Regions from separate parts of the Mus musculus genome. Here region 1 is linked to region 2. Evidence: chromatin contacts called from public Hi-C data. All regions are on one chromosome and are shown on one strand. Each heading gives the region's core, a stretch centred on a gene start, on an enhancer-like site or on the middle of the called end of the contact. The rest is flanking DNA. Distances are from core to core; before and after follow the strand shown. Region 1 holds the start of Rbpj (recombination signal binding protein for immunoglobulin kappa J region). Region 2 holds the start of Anapc4 (anaphase promoting complex subunit 4).

Region 1 (5,494 bases), core at 2,067-4,566, 760 kb after region 2:
TGTAGGGAAATGGAAAAACCAGTGGAATCTCTGAGGATGAGGAGGCATGGTCCCATGAGAAGAGCCTCAGGCTGGGTAGAGGTGGAAGGAAGGAAGGAAGCTCACTTAGCAGACAACCTGTAGGCTAGGTGGGGAAACAGACGGGTTAGATGAAGCTAGTTGCTGAGGAGGTAGAAATGATTAGGATCTAGGTCTACTTTGAAGGTATTGTACGTGGTTTGAGACTAGTTCACTTGTGATCCCAGGTTCTTGCACAATCTTGGAGCCCAAAGTAATAACGTGAGAAGTAGTGGAATTTTCAAGAAGTTGGGCCTAGTGGCCGATATTTGATGCCTAGTGGCATCAAATCTGGCAACCAGAGATTGATCCCTGGAACCCACCTAGTAGGTGAGAATAAACTGCAAGTTGTTCTCTGACCTCCACGTGTGCCATGGCCTGTGCAGACCCACACATATTTAAAAAAAAAAGAAAGAAAAGATAACTTGATCTTTAAAAGAAAAAAAAGTTACTCTAAAAAGAATAAACCTGGCTCCCGTTCTACCTCTAGTTTTCTATCTTCCAGTCTACGTGACCTATCCGTGTGCACATACTTCTATTATTGTGACACCATCTGTTAAGGAGGACTTGCGACAACCAAACAGATGTTAGTATCATTTGCTCCGGCACCCTCCAAAGCTGGGAGCAATATTAGCTTCCTTTCCTTACATATTATGGATTAGAAAATAGACTAATAGATCTGACTAGCATGATTTTTCTTGCCGGTGCAATCCTGAATGTGTGATATATATATATATATATATATATATATATATATATATATATATAAAAGCAAAAGTAATTCCAAGGTCCTCTTAAGTGAGGGCAAAGGAATTGGCATTACTGAGAAAGGAAAACACCTTAGGTGGAGCGTTTGAGTTGAGATTAGTTTTATGACTATCAAGGCTTTCCAAGGTCTCATGGCCTTCCGTCCAACATTAGTGTCACAAACCGTCACACTAGGCCTAAAAATCCTTGAGGAAACGTTTAAAGGCATTTTACCTCCGCAACACTCTCTTGTTCTGGATGAGACATGTTTTGACATAGCGTATTAAATGGGCATACGTCCTTTTAAAAATGGGAAGTAAATAAATAAAGCGATAGGCAAACACATATCGCATACCCTTAACAAACCTTCAGTAAGCAAAGCTTTATTTCAACCAGGAGACATTAGCTATTAGAGGGTTCACTGTCCTTTAAATGTCAAAACCCAGTCTTCATTTGTGGGTGCATGATGCTAGCAAGACACTAGTCCTACACAGCACCACGCCAATCTGAAAAGTGGCAGAGTGAAGAAGGGTTCTGACAGCTCTTGGGCAAGTAAATGAATTCAAAAAGGGTGCGTGGAGAACAGCAGCCACTAACGTATCTGATGAAACAGTACCTAGAACGGGATGCTTGCTACAAAAGAATAGAAAGAGGAAGGAAACAAAACTGGCGTTTTAAGTCATCTGGGGGGGAGGGGAGACAGAAACTGGTATGTATGTAGGATTCCTTTAAAGGCTAGGAACAGACTAAGGGGAAGCTATTTAAATCGTGTTCTCGTACCACAATGCAAACGTTTGAGATCGCTAAGCTCAGCTTTCCCGGAGCCTTGCCGGCTCACAAAGCCATCGAAGACACTATAAAGGAAAACAAAACAAAACAAAAAACAAAACAAAAACAAAACAAACAAACAAACAAAAAAACCCCAAACCAACCATTGCTAGAATAGTTAAGGGAATCCAAACTTGTTGTAGAGCAAGTGAAGTGGAGGCCAGACTAGGTGACTCAGATGCATGACTCAAAGCCGACACGGGGCTGGCTGACAGCTCCCGGAGGCGGGGGGCACCACGTCTGTCACATTTCAGGAAAGTACCAGGCTCGGGAGGGCGACAGGAAGCCTCCCCGGCGCGTGCGTGAGTGTGCCGGGGCGGCCTCAGCCCGCCGCTCCCCGCCACGCGCCCACCGCCCCGCCCCGCCCCGCCTCGCGGGCGCCTGTCGGACCCTGCCTTCCGCGTCCCGGGAGCCGCACGGGACGAACACCTGTCGGGGCCCCGGCTCTGCGCGATGTAGGGCGCACGCCCAGCCGCCCGCGGGGTGGGTAGGAGAGCGCGTTCTCGCGAGGCTTAGGAAATTTCCCACGGCCCGTGTTGTGTCTGAGCCGAGCGGTGGAAGGCGCTCGGGAGGAGGTGTAGCGTGAGACTCCGGCTGCCCGCATTGCGCACATGCGCAGTGGCGCGAGCGCGCCGCGCCAATCCTGCGGCGCTCCGGAGCGGGTCTCGGGCGGGCTGATCCAGTTCTCCGGGTTTTTTGTGGCTCCCTGCGGGAGGCAGGCAATGCAGGAGCTGGGAAATCTCTTGGAAAGCAAAGGGCCGGGAAGGGGGGGGGGGGGGAGCAGGGAGGATCAGCAGGTAGGGGACCGGAGGGACAGGTCTCGGGCCACCACCTGCCGAGAGGTGTCCCAGGCAAGACAAGCATCGGGCGACAGCATCGGGCCACCGCCGGAGGAGCTGTTTCTAGGCAGTTACCTACACGTCTGCACCCACACCTACATCCTGCAAGCTGGCTGCTGCCATGAGTTCCCCAGGCAGTCGGAGCTGGGCGGGTAGCTCGCTCCCAAGTGCCCGGGCTTGTAGTGGTGGCTCTGGGGACAACCATTCGGGGCTCTGACGTGTGGGTGCAAAGTGAACATCGGGGGGTTAGGGGGGACACCTTTGCGCGAGGCTGACCTCGGGATGACCCCAGCTCGCATCGGGGAGAAGCGGCGAAAGGCACAGAGCTTATCCCCTAATGCTTTTCCCCTGCAGAGCTCTTGGGAAGGGTCAGCTCACGCGGCGATCACGCCTGTCTCGCCGCGTGTGCGGGTCGTGCGGGAGCAAATGAATGGAGACAGTCGCTGGCAGGTCACCGGGGACCGGGGCTCTGTCCCGATCTCCGCCGCTCCGGCACCTGATACTGAGATTAGCATAAGGGAGGTGTCCAGTGAACGTCGGAATGAATGAAAAAGGCTGGGAACCCGCGGCGAGCGGGAAGCCACTTGGAAAACACCCACTCGAGGAGGCGTCTCCTCTAGGCCTGTGAGACGCTCGCATTTTCCCAGGACCCCTCCTCCCGGCCCCGGGGCCCCGCCTCCTGACCCCTCCAGTCCCGGTCCCCGTAGTAATGCCCTCCGGTTTTCCTCAGTCTCCACGTACGTCCCCGAGGGCGCGTCCCAAAACCCGGATAACCGGAGCGCTCCCCATGGACTACTCGGAGGGCTTGTCCGCGGAGGAGCGGCCTGCGCATGCTCCATCGGCGGGGTAGGTTTCTAGGGAAAGGCAGTGAGCAGATCCCTTAGTCCGCGGGCGGCGCGAGGCGGCTGGCTCCCGGCGGCGGCGGCGGCGAAGCGGGGAAAGACGGCGCGGGGGCCGGGTGGCAGCGATCGGCGAGGCCGAGGGAAGGGGCGGGGGAGAGGAGCAGGGAAAGGCGGCGGGGGGAATCTCGCGAGGGTTGGAGTTTTGGCGAGAGTTTGTGGAAGATGGCGCCTGTTGTGACAGGGTAAGTCTGAGGGGGCAGCGAGTGCTGGGAACCGGGAAAGTTGCGGGCGTCTGACCGCCGGCGGCAGGCGGCGGGCCGGGGCCGCGCGGCGCGCCGGGGCCTCGGGAGGCGGCGCGGGGCGGCGACGCGATGGCGCGGGCCGGTGCGGGGCTCGCCCGTGCGCCGCGGTGGAGCGGGCTCCGGGCGCGTGAGGGCGGGCGGTGGCGAGGCCGGCGGCTGCGGGCGGAGTGCGGCCGGCGCGCGGGGCCGTAGGCACCGTGCCCGGCGCGCGCCCCCCTCGGCGGGCCTGGCGGGGATCCCGGCGCAGCTTTGTTCCCCGTGCGTGGCCCGCGTCGCCTGTCCTCCCAGCCGCTGCCCTGGGCGCCGGAGCGCTTTGTCTGTGTGCGCTGCCCCCCGCGATTCTGCCCCCAGCCCTTTGTTTCGCCGCCTTAGGCTCTCTGTGGGAGCCGCTGCGCGCCCCGCATCCCGTCTGCACCTCCACTCCGCCCGCTGTCCCTCCTCCCGTGCCCCTTTGTTGTATCCCTCTCTTCAGTAGCTGGGTGACCTGCCATAGCCCTGGCACCAGATTACTGCCGTTCTCTTTCTTCCATTGTCTTTCTCGTGTGTATCCCCTCTCACCTTTTTCTCTTTGGTCCTCACCCCCCCCCCCCAAGGCTTTGTCTCCCCTATGTAGTGTCTCATTCTCTTAGCATCCCCTTCCCCTCGCGTCACTGCCTGATTTATCCGCTGCCCACTGTGTCTGTCTGTTGAACTGTCTCAACCCCGGGGACTCCATCTGGTGCTTCTAAGTGCGCACAGACTCTAGGGTTTGCTTTTGTTGTTTGAGTCTGGGAGATGCTTGAGATACTTAAGTTTGCTCCTTCCGCGCCCCTCCTTTCTTCCTTCGCACCCATTTCTCTCGGGATCACACCCCTACCCACCCCTATGCGCCCCTCTCTTGGGATTAAAACGACCCCACTTTTCTTTGCCATCTTTCTGGGCCCGTGATTGTTTTGCTTGGTAAGAGTAGCGCTGGAAAAGGATCTCGATTTCTTGATGGTTATTGCCGTCCCCATCATTGGCTTCTGACGGCCCCAGGCCAAGGGCATCCGCAGTAGCCTTGCACCTGGGTTACCTGAGGGCTAATGGAAGGGTATATTTTAAGACTGTTAGAAGTAGGCTCAAAGGTACTTCCCACCCCCCCACCCCACCCCCTGTTGGTGATGGAGAATAGTTTCAGATATTCGCAGTGGATGTGCGTTTGATGTGAATAGGAGGTGAGTGAATTTTGATGTTGTAAACTTGTGAATGTTGGGCTGATGAAGTTTATCTTTTTTTTTTTCCCCTGGAATTTGTATCTACAGTTTTAATGACTTTTCGGAGACATCTGGCTTGGGAATTTGATCAATGGCTTGCTTCTTCATAATTTAAATGAGTTTACCATTTATGGTTGTTTGAATTTGCAGTTTGAGTGTGTAGTTTGTGATTTTTACTTCTGTGGATGTGTGGCAACTCCTATTCCGACGTTGGGAATCAGGTGCCAAAGAGCAGAGTGTAGTTTTGGTTTGATGAATACTGCTTTGAGGATCTTTGTGGGATACATTAATTACGGGCAGTCTAAAGACTGGTAGCTTTCAGTTTGGTTATCTTAAAAGGTACTTCCTTATGTTACTTGAGCATTAAGTTGTTTTCAGCTCTTATTGTTATGGTAATGTTAAAAGCTTGGGTGAAGTCTGGGGGTGTGGTGTAGGATATTGTATACTAATGGCCTGAATTACTGCATCAGGGTTGAAATAATTTAGGGTTGTAAATACTGAATGTATTGTTCAGAAATATTCTTCCACTAGTTGATCACTACTTTTAGAAGATACATTACCCTTAAAGTCATATGCAGCTTCTTCTCTATATAAAGTTGTACACAAAGAGTTGTTGAGGACATAGAAGATGAGGTCTAAGGAAT
Region 2 (5,500 bases), core at 2,156-4,655:
AGGTACCACTCCCTTAATCTGTTATCTCCTAGAACACAGGATTTTGCTCCATTTCACTTCCTGGTACCACTTTAATACTCGAACCATATATATTTTATATTTTTCCTTTCTAAGCTTGCTATGCTTGTTCAAACTTCTCTTCATAAGACTTAACCAGAGAACAAAGTCTCTGCTGGGATTTTTTGAGACTTCCTTTGTCAGTGCAATTAATCTGAGTCTCTTCACCTTAGACTCAGGCAGACTTTTCGGACAAGGGCAAAAAGTAGCCACATTCTTCACCAAAATACCACAAAAACAGTCTTTATGCCACATTCTGAAATTCTTCTCCTTTGAAATCTCTTGAGCCAGGTCAACACAGTTCAAATTACTTCCAGCAACAATGTCTTCTCTATTCCTACTAGGATGACCCATTAAGCCCCACTTAAAGCATTCAACTGCTTTCCAAATCCAAAGTCCCCAAATCCACATTCTTTCAAATAAAAGCATGGTCAGGCCTATCACAGCAATACCCCACTCCCAGTACCAACTTCTGTCTTAGGGTTTTACTGCTGTGAACAGACACCATGACCAAGGCAAGTCTTATAAAAAACAATATTTAATTGGGGCTGGCTTACAGATTCAGAGGTTCAGTCCATTACCATCAAGGTGGGAGCTTGGCAGTAACCAGGCAGGCATGGCGCAGGCAGAGCTGAGAGTTCTACATCTTCGTCCAAAGGCTGCTAGTGGAAGACTGACTTCCAGGTAGCTAGGGTGAGGATCTTATGACCACACCCACAGTGACACACCTACTCCAACCAGGTTAGACCTACTCCAACCAGGTCACACCTCCAAATGGTGCCATTCCCTGGCCTAAGAATATACAAACCATCACACTGTCTAATGTTCTGTATCTTTTCATAAATACAAGAATTTATGTCTATAAAGATGGAAGATCCTGAAGAGGATGACTATGCCATATCCAAAAAAAAAAAAAAAAGTTCAGAAAATGTTCCTATGGTTGGACATTTGGTTTGATTTTTTTTTTTAACTACATTGAGCAAGCCAATAGTTATCATATTTTACCAAATCTGGGACTTCCTTAAAGGTAGATAGATGTGTTGTGTTAATAATTATCATGTATTACTTACTATGCAGTGTGGTGTTTGTTTTATATGTAACAATAATCATATTACTAAGTGTTTGTTTCATATAAATGCAAATATTATGGCTCTAGAACTCTTACTAGAAACTATTCAAACTGGAATCACGTGAGTTAGTCTCTGGATTTCTTTCCAAAAACAGTAAGTGAAGTTGTGGGGGCATCGTGGTTTGAATATGCTTTGCCCAGGGTGTGAAATTTGGAGGTATGGCCTTGTTGGAGTAGGTATGTCACTGTGGGTATGGGCTTTAAGACCTCACCCTAGCTGCCTGGAAGTCAGTATTCTGCCAGCAGCCTTCAGATGAAGATGTAAAGCTCCCAGCTCCTCCAGCACCATGCCTACCTGAATGCTGCCATGTCCCCACCTTGATGATAATGGACTGGACTGAAATTCTGAGCCTGTAAGACAGCCCCAATTAAATGTTGTCCTTATAAGAGTTGCCTTGGTCATGGTGTCTGTTCACAGCAGTAAAAACTCTTACTAAGATTGAAGTTGGTACCAGAAGTGGGGTATTGCTGTGATAGGCCTTTTGTCTGGAAGAATGTGGATTTGGGGACTTTGGATTTGGAAAGCAGTTGAATGCTTTAAGTGGGGCTTAATGGGCTATCCTAGTAAGAATATGAAAGATTTAGTTGCTGAGATTGATTTGAACTGTTCAGAATTGGCTCAAGACGGTTCAGTGGAGGAAAGTTTCAATATGGCCCAGAAACTGTTTTTGTAGTGTTTTGGTGAAGATTGTGGCTGCTTTTTGCCTTTGTCTTAAGAGTCTACCTGAGTCTAAGATAAAGAGACTTATATTAATTGCATTGACAAAGTCTCAAAAAAGCCCAGCAGAGACCTTGTTCTCTGGTTAAGTCTCATGAAGAACATTTTAAATAAGCATAGCAAGTTTAGAAAGGAAAAATACAAAATGTGGTTCACATATTAAAGGGGCACCAGGAAGTGAAATGGAGCTGAATCTTACGTTCTAGGAAATAAAAGATTAAGGGATTGGGGGTAAGATCCCATCCAGCTAAGTTTAGATTCAGGCATGGTGGTATACACCTTTAATTCCAGCATTACAGGCGGCAGAGCCATGCAGATCTCTGAGTTCAGAGGTTCAGTCGGACATCATCAAGGTGGGAACATGGCAGCATCCAGGCAGGCATGGTGCAGGAGAAGCTGAGAGCTCTACTACTTCATATCAAGTCTGCTAGCAGCATACTGACTTCAAGGCAGCTAGGATGAGGTCTTAAAGCTCACACCCACAGTGACACACCTACTCCAACAAGGCCACACCTCCAAATGGTGCCACCCCCTGGGCAAAGCATATTCAAACCATGACAGAGGGAAACAGTTTTGATAAACAGTACTACTGATGATAAAATGTAGACTTACTTTGCTCTCCCTTCTTGCAGAGTGGTCTTTATACTTAAAACCCAGAGCAGTTGTGATCAACAGATTGACAATTGAGGTTGCCTGGGCAGTGTCTGTCCACATTTTCTCACAAAATTGAATGCTTAGATAGCCACAGAATAAATCCTGTTTCCTCTTAACTGTGGTGAGTTTGCTACAAGTCAAGAAATCATTTAAATAAGGCGAAAGAAAACACACTATTTGTCCCTGTTAGGGAGGGTGCAAGCACTTTAACAGTATATGTCTGTAGATAGGAATCATTCAGTGTTTTGTTTTCTTTTTAAATGGTGATTTCCGTCCAATGTTAACCCTCTTTTAATTTGCTAAAATGCTGCCTGATAGAGAGGTTTGTTGTTTTAAATTCTACAATGCATCCAGGGCTGAAAACGACTGTGTGCCAAAGGAGGTCCAGTGTGTGAGTCCGGAGTTTTGATTAGAGCCTAAACCTAGAACAAAAGGGATTGTGTACACAGCAGCGAATTTCTGAGCAAACGGAAAAGGCCTGGAAGGGTTCCCACACGTCCGCGTATACAGGGTTAAGGATTCCTTTGGTACTTGCTGTGCAGCGGGCAGCCCAGAGTAGGGGACCTCCGAGACACCAGAGCTCGCTCCGCCCTAGCCACGCCCAGCTACGGCCTAGCTCCGCTCCCTTCTAGCCCCGCCCTCACCCGCTGTAGCCTAGGCTAACTTTGCCCTAAGCACTCGCTCGCCCCGCCCACACGGCTCCGCCCTACATCAAGCCCCGCCCTGCGCTCTCCCCGCCCCACCGGCGCGCGGCTGCTGTGCCACTCACTTCCTCTCGCGAAGACGTCCCGGCGTCGGCGCCGGAAGCTTTCTCCGAGCGCGGAGGGCGGAGTGAGAGGGCGGGGAAGGCCGCTGGCTAGGAGTAGGCCGAGTCTGCGACTCTGGCAGGTACCGCTGCTGGCAGGGCTTTGTGCCAGAGCTTTGTGGCCGGGTGCTCCGGCGGCCTTCTCGCGCACGTCGTTGCAGGGCCGCACCCATGCTGCGCTTTCCGACCTGTTTCCCATCCTTTCGGGTGGTGGGAGAGAAGCAGCTGCCACAGGAGATTATTTTCTTGGCCTGGTCCCCCAAGCGAGACCTCATTGCTTTGGCCAACACTACAGGCGAGGTAAGTGAGCTGGTGAGAGAGGTCGCCTGGGCTGGGACCCTCGAGCCTCAGTTTCCCCTTTGGCAGACGTGGCGAATCGCACATCTCTCCTGCCCCTACATCTCAGCATGGCTGTTAACTTTAAGAGACTGTGTAAAATACTGTGCCTTCCAGACAGGATGTGTATTCCATTTCCTGTATGGCCCAGAAGAACAAATTCCCTCCAAGTTCTGCACACCCAGGACTCCAGGAATTGATTTGGCCAGGGATGCACCATCAGACCCCGCCCAAAGTTGGTTTCAGATTAGTAGAGAATGAAGATGAACTGTCAAGTCCAACTGGAAGTGTGTGTGTGTGTGCAGTTGCTACAGAGGATGCTTGGTTCCGAGGTTTTACATCTTTGTTACATCTAGCTATTTAGAAGATCTTTAAGTTGAAAGGCTGATGCCTCACAGAATTGCAGACAGAATGCGTGTGGACGTTGTCAGTTAGCATTTCTGACATTAGGAACGTGAACATGCGATATCAAGTACAACTAGATACCCATCTTTCTGTGGAGGATGACTATTACCTGACAGCCATCTTGAAAGGGTCCCATCATCCATGCCACTTAGCACCCTCACCTATGTAAAACTAGGTGGTAAGGAAGGCCTAGCACCCAGAAATGCTTAGTGTGCCAGATTGCATTATCGTGTTGTGTGGCACGGCTCTGTCTCTAAGATCCATGGCTGGTGACATAGCTAAGGCGTGGGCTAAGAGTGCAGTCATTATTGTTGTTATTTTACTATGTCACCTACATATTCATGTTGTTTGTGTTACTTCTTTTGTCTATTGTCTTGGATAGGCTTTTTAACCTTTTCAAAAAGGTAAGTTTAAAAGATACAAAAGGGGCTGGAGACATGGCTCAGCTATCAAGAGCACTTGCTGTTCTTATAAATGACCTAGGTTTGGTTCATAGCACCCACATGGTCACAACTGTCGGTAGCTTCAGTTCCAGGGAGAACTGATGGCCTCTTCTGGCCTCCTGGGGCACTGACTGCACAAATGTGGTACAAATACATACATGTAGGTGTACCTTAAAAAAAAAAAAAGAAAGAAAATATGTAGAGTACAGGACTAAGTTGGGCCTTCTGAGTTCACCCATTTCTTTGAAAATGTCTTACATTCGTTTGGACACTGTTGTTCTGTAGATTGCAAAAAAAAATACTCAAAAGTAGTAATTAAAATTTTTGTTCTGTGGGTCTAGGTTCATTTTATCTCTGCAGGTGAGTTTGCAGCTTTCTGCTATCATGTCTTTTCATCTTAGGTTTTGCTGCATCGCCTTGCAAGTTTTCATCGAGTTTGGAGTTTCCCACCAAATGAAAGTACAGGAAAAGAAGTGACCTGCTTGGCCTGGAGACCAGACGGCAAACGTATGATAATGCTACAAACGTGTATCTCTTATTTCCAAAAGGATAGTCTAAAAACAGTACTTTTTCTTGGTATATTTTAGAATTATGGTTTTGTTTCTGTTGTATAGGTCTTACTGTATAACCCTGACTGGCCTAGGACTCTTTGTGTAAACCAGAGATCCACCTGCTTCTGCCTCCCAGGTGCTGAGATTAAGGACATGTGTGGCCTACCGTATCTGGCCCTATATTAGAACTATAAGTACTAGTTTGAGACTTTTTTTTCTTATTAGAATGCTTATATTTTTCATGAAAGTCTGTTGTTGGCAGGGATAAGTCTTTAATGAGCCCTGGCTTTGTGGCAGATAGGATCAAAGTCTGAGACATTTGCAGAATAATTGGCTTTGGCTCTCTCTGCTCTCTTGTCCTACATCATTTGATCCAAGTACCATTCACCACTCATGAGTCCA

Evidence for each region. Hi-C and Micro-C count contacts between places; a contact is called where the count stands out from the background.
Region 1: a Hi-C map of CD8 T cells shows a contact between it and region 2, with 10 times the contacts expected there. The contact joins the promoter of Rbpj here to the promoter of Anapc4 in region 2. A contact is called at or near these places in 1 of 15 datasets of contacts at CTCF or cohesin (large pre-B cells), 9 of 484 Hi-C or Micro-C datasets (CD4 T cells, CD8 T cells, LSK cells and 3 more), 4 of 115 datasets of contacts at active chromatin or transcription factors (astrocytes, extraembryonic endoderm stem cells, large pre-B cells and 1 more) and 1 of 9 other capture datasets (liver).

Annotation. Positions count from the first base shown.
Region 1 is chr5:53,587,170-53,592,663 of GRCm38.p6, forward strand. Rbpj (recombination signal binding protein for immunoglobulin kappa J region) reads left to right here and starts at 3,317. Exons shown (of 11, transcript NM_001080927.2): 1 at 3,317-3,555. The coding sequence starts at 3,536.
Region 2 is chr5:52,830,730-52,836,229 of GRCm38.p6, forward strand. It overlaps Anapc4 (anaphase promoting complex subunit 4), which reads left to right and starts at 3,406. Exons shown (of 28, transcript NM_024213.2): 1 at 3,406-3,663; 2 at 4,949-5,054. The coding sequence starts at 3,535.